Regions from separate parts of the Mus musculus genome. Here regions 2, 3 and 4 are each linked to region 1. Evidence: chromatin contacts called from public HiChIP or PLAC-seq and promoter capture Hi-C data. All regions are on one chromosome and are shown on one strand. The core of a region is the stretch at or near the end of the contact, and the rest is flanking DNA. Distances in the headings are between cores, read along the strand shown.

Region 1 (3,043 bases), core at 349-2,848:
GAGAAAAACAATGACCTGGCCCAGCTATGGATTCTATAGATAATTAATTGTAAGAGTCACCGTTGCTATCTACCTTTATAACCCTTCCTTCCTTTAACTTTTTTAAAGACTTATTTATTTCGCTGTCACTGTCTTCATGCACACCAGAAGAGGGCATCAGATCCCATTACAGATGGTTGTGAGTCACCATGTGGTTGCTGGGAATTGAACTTAGGACCTCTGGAAGAGCAGTCAGTGCTCTTAACTGCTGAGCCATCTCTCCAGCCCCCTTCCTTCCTTTGGATCCCTCCACACCACATGGCATGCTGTTTGGCTTTAAGGCTGACATCCTTCTGCCTATTACTGCCTACTGCCTAGCAGTAATAAATAAAAGAAATCCATTTCATCTAAATTTGAATTGAGCCTAAGATTTGGTCTTTCCCTGTGGATTCTAACACCACAACATTATACTGATCTACAAGATGTAAATTTGAGGGCCAGTGAGATAGCTCAGCAGATTCAAGTGCTTGTGCCAAGCCTGATACCCCGAGTTCCATCCTAGAAGCCTACATGATGGAAGGAGAGAACTCCTGAAAGCTGTCAATTGACCTCCACAAAAGTGCCATGGAATGAACATGCCTGCCTTCACACACACCAAATATTTTTACAAGATAGAAACGAGAGCACCAAAATAAATTTTATTTTTATTTAAAGTGTGAAATAGACAATGTCCAAGGAGGGAACAGAAAGAAAGGCAAGATGAAGAAGGGTTTATGTATTTTGATGGTACAACCGTTAAAGATGAAGCAATGGAAGCAGGAGTTCTTTAGAGGAGAACCGAGGCAATGAAAGAGGATGCTACCAATCCTGTATCACTGAACTTCGGAATCCAGAAGTCAAGGTGGCTTTGTTAGAGCTGTTTCTGTGAAACAGCATGAGTCAAAGCCTCCCTAGAGAAAGCTGAACATTGACAGGTAGGGGAAGGTGCTGATGAGTAGACGCAGACGTCCTAGGATACATGTGTCAGCCAACACAAGAGTGAGCTGGAGAGTGGATGAAGTTACTGTTGTGAAAATGGACACCTTTAGAGCATGTGCAGTCTGTAATCTCAGCACTCGGGATTGGGGGAGGAGGACTGCGATCTCACGGCCAGGTTGGGCTACCAAAAACTAAGCTTTTGAGAAAGTAGTAAAATGTGCTGATGTCTGGGACTCACATCAGCTGCCGGCATCTAGACTAGCCAGCTCCAGCCGCTTCCCACCTCTTCAGAGAGGTAGGGCGCACGCGCAAGCCCCAGGGCGCCGGCTCCCACAGCCCCGCCCCCTTCCCGTCCAGGGCGCGTGCGCGTCTCCTCAGACGCCGCCTCGGCGAGCCGGGCGCCGGGCAGGAACGCTGGCCTTTCGTTCCCGCGCTGCTTGGAGGTACCTTGCCATGGCCCCGTCCCACCTACCGAGCACAGGAAGAAACAGCACGTCGCGCTGGTAACTGCGATGGCGGGAACAGGCGAATCCCTGGAACGTTTCCTCACAGGGTAGTCTCGCACTTGCGTTCGAAGGTTCGCGGCGCGTCAAGAACCACACACGCTGTTTCTCTTATGAGCGCGGTCGAGCGCGGAGGACTCCTCTGCGCATGCCGGGTACTTCTCTGTGACGTGCTGCATTGCACTCTGGGAAACGTAGTTCTTACTTCGACACCTGTGCTTTGATGTACTTAATCATGATTTAATAGATCAGAGTCAAAGGAACAGAAAAGCATGCGTGAAGCCTCGCTTCGCATGTGAAAGGTGATGGGAGCGGATCCTCTGCACCAGAAGAAAACAACAACAAAACCACATCAGATTGTTGGGGATGAGGAGGGAGGGCCCCAGGACGCAGATGAGAACTCTGTACTTTAAGCTGAAATTTGCCGTGAATTTAAAATGTATCTGAAAATATTTTTAAATTCCAAATAAGCAGTTTTAGGTTTAGTACTTGTATTTTACAGAATCTTCCCAGCAAATAAAAGATTTGGACATGCAAACATTTAGCTACATCTTTGGATACCTACCCTGTGGATGCCTGCCCAGTTAGTGCAGTGGTAGGACACTTGCTTAGCATGGTCCCGGGCTCAGTCCCTAGGGACTGCTCCCACCCTAACTATCCTAATATTTCGTACATAACACCTAAAAAAATCAATATGGTTTGGTGGTTAAGAGCAAGTACTGCTCAATCGTGAAGACCAGAATTAGAATGCCAGCACTTGGGTCAGCTGGCTCAGACTGCCTGTAACTCCAGCTCCAAGGGATCTAATGCCCTCTTTTGGCCTCTGAGGGCACTGCACAGGTGCACATACACATATACATACGCCTGGACATAGAATAAAAATATTTTTGAAAATCTTTTAAAGTTTATAATTACATATTGTTATTCTCTGATAGAATTACAAATGCTATAAGGTCAAGATCATTAGACATTCCCAGTACATAGCACTGTGCCTGGCATACAACAAGCTATCAGATATTTTTCTATTAGGAAACCTTACATTTTAACACTGAAACTATTTTAGCCCCTAGACTAGCAAAGAAATTAATGTATATATATATATATATATATATATATATATATATATATATATATATATATATATGTGTGTGTGTGTGTGTGTGTGTGTGTATACATATATATATATATGTGTGTGTGTGTGTGTGTGTGTGTGTGTGTATGTATATGAATGAGTCTGGGGAGATGCCGAGCAATCAAAAACATGTACTGCTTTTGCAAAGAGCCCGTGTTCAGTTCCCAGTGCCTACAGTAGTGGCTTATAACGATCTGCAATTCCAGCCCCAAGGGTACTGATGTGCTGTCCTCTGGCACCTGCACTCACGTGCACATACCCACACGGAGACACATACTTTTTACAGTTTGAAAAAATAATTTTCTTTCATTGAATCTGTATGTCTAGTCAGTTGTCCTGGTTAATTTTAACAACTTGACAGGGCCTAGAGCCACTGGACAATGCAGTCTTCACTGAGGAATTTCCCAGACAGACCTAGCTATAGGGAATTGTCTAATGGATTATATAGGAT
Region 2 (3,191 bases), core at 412-2,911, 1.1 Mb before region 1:
AAGCAGGCACGACTGCTTCATGCGCCCGGGCCCCCCGAACTTCTTCATGTCTCGGCAGAAATGGCAGTCCCCGCACTCAGTTCGCACACAGGCCCGGCAACGACGGCAGCGGGTTCGGCGTCGGCGCGCTCCGGCCCCCGGTCCCCGGCTGCTCGACGACATTGGGGGCGTCAGCAACGCCGAGGGCTGTAGGCAGATGGTTGGTAAGGTCAGAGAGGCCTGCAAAGCCTGGCCTGAGAGTCTCCTGGCCGCAAGCTCACTACACCTCTGATGGGGGCAGAGCTTCTGTTTCTACCCTCAGAGAAGGTCAGCCTTTTAGTGTGTGTCCTGAGCAGAGGGCCACTCCCTCAAGACCTCCCGCCTGCTGGAAGGAGGGACACTGAGGCCCCTCCTCTAACATCCCAAGCCCAGGTTCCTGGAAAAGGCTTCAGATCTGTAGCATTACCTGAGGGAGCTTCAACTCATACCTGTTGTTACCCACACCCCCCATTCCCTCACTGATTTACCTCCAGATTCCAGGGGCATGCACCACACTCTTTCCCCTCTCCCTTCTCTCACGTGGGTACTTAGTCATCCAAACCTTTCAAACCTTGGTACTCTAGCCAGACCCACTCCATTTCTAGTGACCCAGTGTGTGCTCTCCACTTCCCCGGGCTGACACCCCTGAAATGCTTAGTGTCCCCTCTCAGCCCACACACAAGTCCTTGGGGGCTCCAAATTATCCAATAGGATCCCTCAGGCAATCTGGGTAATCTCCCAGACTCCCTAGGATTCTACAAGTTGCCCTAACATCTCAACAAAATTCAAGGTGGGCTCGGCTTTAGGTCTTCCCGCCCCCATTCACATCTTACCAGCCTGCTTTTCATCCCTAATTGTCTGGAATCCCTGGGGCTCTCCTGCCCCTGGAAACCAGATCCTCTGAAATCCCACATGGACTCAGCAAGCCTGGGGGGGTCTCTTCCCAATCAGTCTTAGACCTGCTTCCCCCAGGCTTCTCCCTTTCCAAGGACTTCCAGACCATCCACAGGGTATGGGGCCCTCCAGCACTCCGGGGGAGGGGCCTAGAGGGCGGCGACTGGAGGCGGGGTGGAGGGGGAGGTCTGCAAGGGGCAGCAGGGTCGGGGAAGGAAGGCCACTTCCCTGGGGTTGGAGGTTATAGGAGAGAAGGTTGGAGAAGGAGTTTGGAGCAAAGGGAGGGTGAGGCTGGGGGCGGGGAAGGAAGGGAGAGGCCAGGCTGAGGATGAATGGGAGTGGGAGCTGCCCAGGTCTGGGGGTGAGGAGGAGCCGCATGAACCCACCTCACACGTGTCCCGGGAGCCATCTCTCCCTTCTCGGCAGCTCCCGGCGGGTCGGCGGCCATCGGCGGCGGGGGGGCCGGGCGGCGCGGGGCGCTGAACGCTCAGAACGCCGGGGTCCACGGCCCCCCGAGGGCGCTCGGCCCCTCCCTCCGGCGGAGGCCGGGACAGCAGCGAGTGGAGATGGGGAGCGCCGGGGGCGAGGCCCTCCCACGGGCTGCGGCGCGGCCCTTCCAGGGGGAGGTCCTGCTCTGGGGGGCTCAGTCCCTCAGCCCCCCCAGGCCAACGGGGGCTCCTCGGGCGCAGGGTGCTCAGCTTTTGCCCGGGCCCCACTCAGTCCCGGGTATGAGTCTCAGCTCCCCACCCCCACCTTTCCCCAAAGCCCCCGACCCTTAACTGGCCCCTTCCCAGCTCCAACTGCCCAGGGGTCCAGGGAAAGACCAGGGGCCCCCCACCGTTTCCGGGGTTCAAACCCCGCCCACCGCCGGTTCCCGGGGAGGGGGGGGTCGCTGCAACCTGCCCCCCTCCCCTGGGTCCGCCCCTGTACTGCGGCCCCCTGACCTACAGAGACAGGGCGCGCAGAGGGGGGTGAAGGAAGCTGCTCCGGCCCCGCCCCCCCCAGCCTGCACGCGCCCCCGCCCTCCCCCCTTCAAACGCGCGACCCTCAAGATATAAAGATTTAAATAAAATTTGAATAAATCCACTCCTAAAATGGGAGGGTATAAGGAAAGGATGGGGCAGAGGCAGGAAGGGGGTGGGGGCAGTTGGGATGTCTTAGCACCCCTACTCCCCTAGCCTCGCGCTGCTTCGGCCCTGGGCCCAGGTCGCCGCTCTCATCCCTCCTCAGCTCCTTCCTCCTTCCTCCTCTCCTCCCTCTTCCCTCCCTTCTTCCCACCTCCTCCTCCTTTTTACTCCCTCCTTCTCCCAGAGGAACCCCGCCCCCTTCTCCCTCCTTCCTTCACCACCTTTACTTTCCAGGACGAGCGCGTGCAAAGCACGACGGGAGTTGTAGTTCTCCAAATTCTAGCACTATCGTGGGAAAAGTGGGACACAAGGGCCAGCCGGTACTACAAATACGATGGCGAGAAGGATGCCACGCTGGAAGCCGAGCATGGCGGGAATTATAGTCCAGTTGACCCGAGACTCCCCGTAGCAGGACATAGAGAAGGAGCGGGAAGAATGACTACAAGCAAGATGGCCTTTTCCCCCGACCCGACCTCCTTTCCAGGCACTCACACGCCCTCTGGTCCACAACCCTCCGCGCGTGTGGTACCTGACGGGAGTCGCAGTCCAGCTGCTGCCTTCCCGCTGCCATTTCTACTCATCAGGAACAATGGAAAGGTGAAAAGAAACGAGGACTACAAGCAAGATGGCGATCGAGGGGCGTACACCTAATAAGTCGATCTTATGAAGTGGGATGGGAATAGTAGTTTTCTAGCCTTCCTATGTTCCTTTAAGAATGCCAGAACCGGGAGGATAAAGAGACTACCGTAAAGATGGCAGGATACCTAACCTTTCCTGGCTGCTTCATTCTACCACTTGGAGCTCCTCGCCCGCCTGAACTATCAAAATCCCGCACTCGATGATGCAAAGCCAGACGGGAATTGTAGTCTTCCTCGCTCCCCTCTTTATCTTCTGTCGAGACAATGGAAGTGAGCGGGGCGGGGACTACCACAAAGATGGAGGGTGAAGGAGCACATGATGCTATGGGATTTGTAGTCCAACCGCTAATACTATTCTCGGCGGATGTGTAGGAGAGGACTACTACAGAGATGGCAACCTAGTCGCTTGCCCCTCGGTGCCGGTACCTGGTGGGTTATGTAGTCTCTGCTTTAGTTGTACAGAGAAAGGACGCTACTGTTGAAATATGTATCACCGTGAACACGCCAAATTGCT
Region 3 (3,045 bases), core at 316-2,815, 1.3 Mb before region 1:
AACAGACCCTTCCAGCTCTCATGAATATGTAATCTTGCCCTCTGATGTTTGAGGCTTAGTCCCATCCAGACCTGATACCTTTCAGCAGGCCTGGGCTCCCTCCCCCATTTGCCTTGTTGGCAGTGTGCATACTGACAGAAGGTCCCCTCCGCCTTACCACATGCAGTATGGTAGGGTTGCAACCAATGATGAAAGGAAGGCTACGGAAGCCCTTGATGCGGTGAGCAATCCTCACTGGTAACTCTTGCTGCAAGTAGCGGCCACTTTTCTGTAAGAAAAAGAGGGAAGGGCTTAAGCAGCTGGCTAGAAAGAACCCCTGGGGCAGAGAAGGAAAGAGAGAACCTTACCAGAAGGTGGCTGCCATCCTGTGAGCGACCGGAATAGAGCATCATGGTGGGAGTGAGGCGAACTGAGGGCTAAAAGGGAAGACGCACTTTGAGCACCAGATATTCAAAACCAGGCCAACCCATTTTAGCTCAGCCCTTCCCCATAAGACTTATTCTGTGAGTCACCTTCTCTGCTGCCACATCAATGGCTGACTGGTTGTAAAAAGAGGTGACAGTCTTGGAGCGTTCCCTGGCCAGCTCTACATGGTGTGTATCGGTGGCTGATGTTGAGCGAGCCCGGAGTGACAGTGAGGACCCCAAGAGGGGCCAAAGTGAAGACCAGCTCCGAGGGCCGCTGCCCAGCACTGAAGTCAGTATCATTGTCCTGCTACTTTGTTGAACTAGGGTGACACTATAGCACCCGACAGGCAATGGTGACCCCAAAGTGGGAGTAAAGAGAAAGTGGGTGGGCGGGATTTTCTCCGGATTTCAGGGTTGTGGTTCCCTCGAGGATGCAGACGTGCTCAGCGCCCGCACAGCAGCTTCCATCTATTGGAGTGGTGGAAAGAGATTTTAAGGATCCGAATCCAGATGGTTTGCACTACTTCTCCACGTGCACACCAGTGGATCTGGACAATCCTGTCCAGCCCTCACAACCACCACCTCCCGCGATACAATCAGGCTGAGGTTGGACAACACATTCCAGGTGTTCTACTCTTCTATGTAGAACAACCTAAAGGCTTGTGTGCACACTCGGGGAAGCGGGTGGGGCAATCTCCAGTTCATTCTACCCATAAAACCTCTCCCCAGCTTCCTCAGGTTCTGGACAGCCCCATTTAGGGGCTGGATTTGACCCCCTACTCGGTGTTAGGGGACTTAAGTCTTTTAAGACTGGCCTGCGTCCCTGCAACAAGAATAGCGCACAGAAGAACAGGGTTCATGCAGCAAAACTGCGGTCCCAGAGTTCCCCACTGGAGCTCCCCCCTCTGCTGGGTCACTTAGTCTGGGCAGGGTCCCCCCCATATGGTAGATGCCAGCCTCGGCCCATGCGCATTGCTGTCAGAGGTGGACGCTGAGGAGCTATGCTGCCGAGCGTCCGCCGGAGGGGGTCTGTGTGAGTTACTGTGAGTTATTCCACTTACCGCGAGGCCAGACGCTGGGCCCGGGTTCGAGCGGAACCGCGGGAGCAGTCGACCCGCTCGGCTAGCCGAGCCCGCCTTCGCCCTCCCCGGCTGTAACATCGCGCGGGCTGTGTTTGCCCAGTGCCTCCTGGGAGTTGTAGTTTGACCACAAGAATTTATGAGGGCTCCTGTCTTCCTGCCCTGTTCTCCCTTAAGCCTTCAAATGAGTAGCATTGGTTCCAAAGTTATCAGTAGTTTATCATCGACTCGGTCTTCCACTGTATAAAATAAGCTCCCGGGGCTGGTGAGATGGCTCAGTGGGTAAGAGCACCCGACTGCTCTTCCAAAGGTCCAGAGTTCAAATCCCAGCAACCACATGGTGGCTTACAACCATCCGTAACAAGATCTGACTCCCTCTTCTGGTGTGTCTGAAGACAGCTACAGTGTATTTATATATAATAAATAAATAAATAAATAAATAAATAAATAAATAAAATAAGCTCCCCTGTAGCAAAATGCTAGAGAGCACCAAAAATCCTTAAATGTGTTCAAAATAGCCGGGCGTGGTGGCACACCTTTAATCCCAGCACTTGGGAGGCAGAGGCAGGCAGATTTCTGAGTTCGAGGCCAGCCTGGTCTACAAAGTGAGTTCAAGGACAGCCAGGGCTATACAGAGAAACCCTGTCTCGAAAAACAAAACAAACAAACAAAAAAAGACCCTGCCTGCTTTTTAAGGTCTCATCTTTCAAGCTCCTAGCCCATTCACAGTCGGTCTGGTTCAAACTCTATCTCAGCTCCCTTACACCCGAGGAAAGTCAGCCAATTTCTCAGTGCTCTAATTATGGTATTGGCAAAATGAGGATGTATTAATCTTCGAACTCCGTAGACTATGCAAATTTACCTATTCAAAATGCCTGGAACAGTGTTGGGTGTGGAATTGGCGTGAGTGTTACTATTTCTACCTGTCTGCAAATTAATATGATTAGGTGACAGGAGAGGTAGGGTGTTTCAAATAAAGAGGCATCTCCTCCGAGGAAGAAGACAGTTTGAGCCTGAGAGCTGTGCTAGGGGCCCTCACAGAAGATTGGGGGAGAGCCAGGTGCAGGGTGTGTACAGGTACAGGAAGAGTGGAGCATGGCCTGGTGAGGAGGATGCATGGCGAGGTTACAGAACAGCCTGCATGATCTGCCAGGATGACCAGAGCAGTATGGAATTCGGGAGGGAAGGGATTCACGGAGTGGCCAACAGCTCCTGAATGTAGTCTGTTATTTGTGCTGTGGAATTAAAAACCACCGTTTTGGTTTGGTTTGGTTTTGGTTGGTGTTTTGAGACTCAAATAAGTGCATTTCACTATGGTAGACAGACTGGCCCTACAACTCTCCTGCCTCAGCCCAGCAATCTGATCCTTCCTACTTCAGTCTCAGTTTACTGGCAAGTGCCACCACATGTAAATTCACTATAGGTTTTATCCTTCGCCTTAGACCCCTCTGGCTGTAGCGATTGAGAAGATGGACCAAATAGCAAAAAGATCAGAGAAGACAATTAAGCAGAAAGATGATCAGAGGAGATTTTTCAGAGTGTATGTAGTGATTTCTTTT
Region 4 (3,075 bases), core at 33-2,532, 1.1 Mb before region 1:
ACTGTGTGAAGCCCAGGGTCCTTGACACTCTCCAAGGACCAACATGCAGGGAGACCAGCAGGCACTCACCTTAAACTTAGGAACCGGGAGGGAAAAGTCTCTGGCTTTGGACCTGACATGACAGCGGGGGTCCTGGAGGTCTTCCACGGGGGTATACTTTGAGTCCTAACAAAGAAAGCAGGAAGAGATGAAACCAGGCTGAAAATTCACCAGCCTACTGACTCTATAAAGCCCATGTAGAAGCCAACATACAGAAGAGCTGGGAGAGCTTGCTCATTCTCAAAAAACCAAACTACAGGTATAGGAAGTCTGGGTGTTGAATACTGAACAGGGGGAAGCGGGGAGGGGAGATTGGAGGTCCAAATAAGTCAAGAAAGGCTCGAGGGCACTCACACTGACACTGAAGTGGACTCCGTCATAGCGGTACACCTTCTGGGAAGGCCTGCGCAAAGCAGGGTCCAAAGCAGGATCCACTATGAGCTTGTAGTTCCGCCACTGGAAGCTCGGGGCTTTCTGCCCGTCTCCCCCACCTTCCTGGTCCATCTTTGCTCATTTACACTGTCAGGAAAAGAGGGATACGGAATGGGAGTCCACGACTTAGGCCTGACTCCCTTGCTGTCCCCTCAATGTCTAGCCCCGATTCCAGGGTCTCACATCAGTCCAGTCCCCGACACCTCAGCATGACCCGTGGCTCCCTCAGATCTTGCCCTGAGGAGCTGGGCTCACTATGGCACTCCATTCCTCTCCATCCCCAATTCTACCCTCAGGGCCCAGGCCCATCTCGCGCCCCCTTACCTTCCCGCTCTCCCCAGCGCGCCCCACTTGGCCTCCACGCAAGACCCCTCCCCCGTCCCCTCGCAGGCCCCGCCCCCTCCCGCCTCCTCACCGGCCAAGCGGCCCGGGCCGAGCCCCGCTCCCGCTCCCACACAGCCGCTCGCGTCCCCGCGCCCCGATCCTCCGAACCAGAGGTGGCACCTCTTCGGGGCGTTGGAAACACCGCGAGACCGAATCTGAGACCCAGCTTCGGTCCCTGAATCCAGGCGGGGGGGTGGGGGGAGGTAACGCGCGCCGCTGCCCTCTCCTCCCGCCCGGGCGCGTTCGGTGTCGTCCACCCCCCCCACCCCGTCGGCGCGCACGCGCGCCGGGGCCCTACTCACCCGCTCGTGGCGAGCGGCTCACCCTCCCCCCACCGCGCGCAGCACCTCAGCGGCGTGAGGCGGCGGCGGCGGCGGCGGCAGCGCGAGACCCGGCCCCGCAGCGGTGGCGGCGGCGGCGCCCCCCCACCACCACCTCCCCGGCGCGCGCACCAAACACCACCGCCACCTGCGCGAGGCCCAGCGGGCACAGCGTCTGCATCCGCACTTTCGCTACAAGGACTGCGGAGCGATCCACGGGGCCGAGGGTAGCGGCCTTGCCTCGGCCGGCGCCCTGCGAGGCTCGGGAGTTGTAGCCCAGGGAGCCTGAAGATGGGCCGCATTCCCCGGAGAGTGGACCGCACCACCCTGATCCAGCTGCTCCGGCCTTGGGGTTCCTGGCGAATCGGCGGCGACGAAAGCTGCGACGAGCCCCTGAGGGAAGGGGGCGGAGCGAGGGGGAGGACGCCAGCCAGAGCTCGGGAGATTTGAGTGGCGCGTCCAACGACGCAGATTCGCGAGGCGGGCGGGGCGAATGAGTGGACAGGATGCGCGCTCCTCGGCTCCTCTTCCCTGCCCCTTCCTTGCGCAGCCCGAATGCCTATGAGGCTGCAGTGCAGATTCGCCACCGTCCTGGGCTTTGGCCGTCACCTCTTCTCACCTGCTGTAGAGTCAAGAAAATGACGCCTGGCTCGCCAAGCCCTGTTGGCAGAGTCGACCTCTAGTCCTGGATTTTTTTTTTTTTCAGTAGAACGACTCAAGGAACAGCACACTTCCTACTTAGTGCGAAATGGTTACAAGGAAGAAGTCTTCTCGGCGTTTCCTGAAAATTTTCAGACAAGAAAAGCTGCCCAAATAATCCTAAGGAGTCGGGTAGCGAATCTGCCGATCCGGTTGTGGGCGGGGCTAACGAGAGAGGCGTGGCCAGGCGTGCGGAGCCCGGCGTAACGGGCTGCTTCCCTTAGAATCCACCAAAACCTGGGAGGGGTGGGAGGTGGAAAAATACAACCAGGAGGGGTGACTCAGGCGCTTTGCCTACCGACGCACAGAGTGAAATGATCGGTTCCTTCCCGCTTTTATATTCGGGCTCCTGTTGTTTTTCAGACAGCATGACATCGAACTTGCTATATAACGGAGGATGGCCTCGAACTCCAGATCCTTTTGCCTCTATTTCCTGAGTACCGGAATTACAGGTGTGCACACCATAACCGGTTTATAGCATGCTGGGAGATCTAACTCAGGGCTTTCTGCGTGTTAGGCCAGTACCCTAGTTACACCTCCCTTGGGCTAGTTTTAAAATGTTCCTTCTGAGCCGAGCAGTGGTGGTACACGTCTTTAATCCCAGGACCTGGGAGGCTGAGGCAGGTGGATTTCTGAGTTGGAGGCCAGCCTGGTCTACAGAGTGAGTTCCAGGACAGCCAGAGCTACACAGAGAAACCCTGTCTCAAAAAAAAAAAAAAAAAAAAAAAAAAAAAAAATGTTCAGTGGTTAAAATCAGGGTTCTGTTGAGCTTAAAAGAAACATAAAGACCCTTAAGTAGATCCTATAAAAAGTAAAGGTCTGATGTAACCCGGTTATTCTTGAGCAGTTTTTAGGCAAGGGCTACCTATGCTCATAGGATCCCGCTGCGAAACTTAAGGACAGACCTCGTTCAAGCTTCACTTGGGAACCCAAAACTGAGATCGTCCCAAGGTTCAACACCCTTTTCATCCAGCGAATGAATACAGGCTCTCTGGTCTCTGGAAGAACTGCACTCTTGCCAAGGCTTCTGAGCTGAAGATGCCTTAAGTGGCCCTCTACAAGAGCCTCTCATTATAGGCTGCTGGGCAAGCCTTTGACTTTCCTTAGTTTCAGGTTATACCTCCAGAATGGATGGCTATCTGTCACAAAAGACTGACTGTAACCATCATAACAGTGGTAGGAAAAATTGGAGCCTGGTTTT

What was found. Promoter capture Hi-C pulls out the DNA fragments that hold promoters and counts their contacts. HiChIP or PLAC-seq counts read pairs in DNA pulled down with a chosen protein or histone mark.
Region 2: a contact with region 1 is called in a promoter capture Hi-C map of liver, with 3 times the contacts expected there. The contact joins the promoter of Fbxl19 here to the promoter of Sgf29 in region 1.
Region 3: a contact with region 1 is called in a promoter capture Hi-C map of neural stem cells. The contact joins the promoter of Bckdk here to the promoter of Sgf29 in region 1. A contact is called at or near these places in 4 of 39 promoter capture datasets (erythroid cells, liver and neural stem cells) and 1 of 9 other capture datasets (macrophages).
Region 4: a contact with region 1 is called in an H3K27ac HiChIP or PLAC-seq map of double positive thymocytes, with 7 times the contacts expected there. The contact joins the promoter of Setd1a here to the promoter of Sgf29 in region 1. A contact is called at or near these places in 3 of 39 promoter capture datasets (liver and pre-B cells), 1 of 484 Hi-C or Micro-C datasets (B cells), 3 of 115 datasets of contacts at active chromatin or transcription factors (double positive thymocytes, pancreatic cancer cells and thymic regulatory T cells) and 2 of 9 other capture datasets (adipose tissue and liver).

Annotation. Positions count from the first base shown.
Region 1 is chr7:126,647,864-126,650,906 of GRCm38.p6, reverse strand. Sgf29 (SAGA complex associated factor 29) reads right to left here and starts at 1,598. Exons shown (of 10, transcript NM_029339.3): 1 at 1,430-1,598.
Region 2 is chr7:127,745,245-127,748,435 of GRCm38.p6, reverse strand. Fbxl19 (F-box and leucine-rich repeat protein 19) reads right to left here and starts at 1,661. Exons shown (of 11, transcript NM_172748.2): 1 at 1,299-1,661; 2 at 1-186. The coding sequence starts at 162.
Region 3 is chr7:127,902,593-127,905,637 of GRCm38.p6, reverse strand. It overlaps Bckdk (branched chain ketoacid dehydrogenase kinase), which reads right to left and starts at 1,565. Exons shown (of 12, transcript NM_009739.3): 1 at 1,469-1,565; 2 at 513-875; 3 at 348-416; 4 at 158-268. The coding sequence starts at 707.
Region 4 is chr7:127,775,596-127,778,670 of GRCm38.p6, reverse strand. Setd1a (SET domain containing 1A) reads right to left here and starts at 1,282. Exons shown (of 19, transcript NM_178029.3): 1 at 1,158-1,282; 2 at 394-558; 3 at 70-165. The coding sequence starts at 543.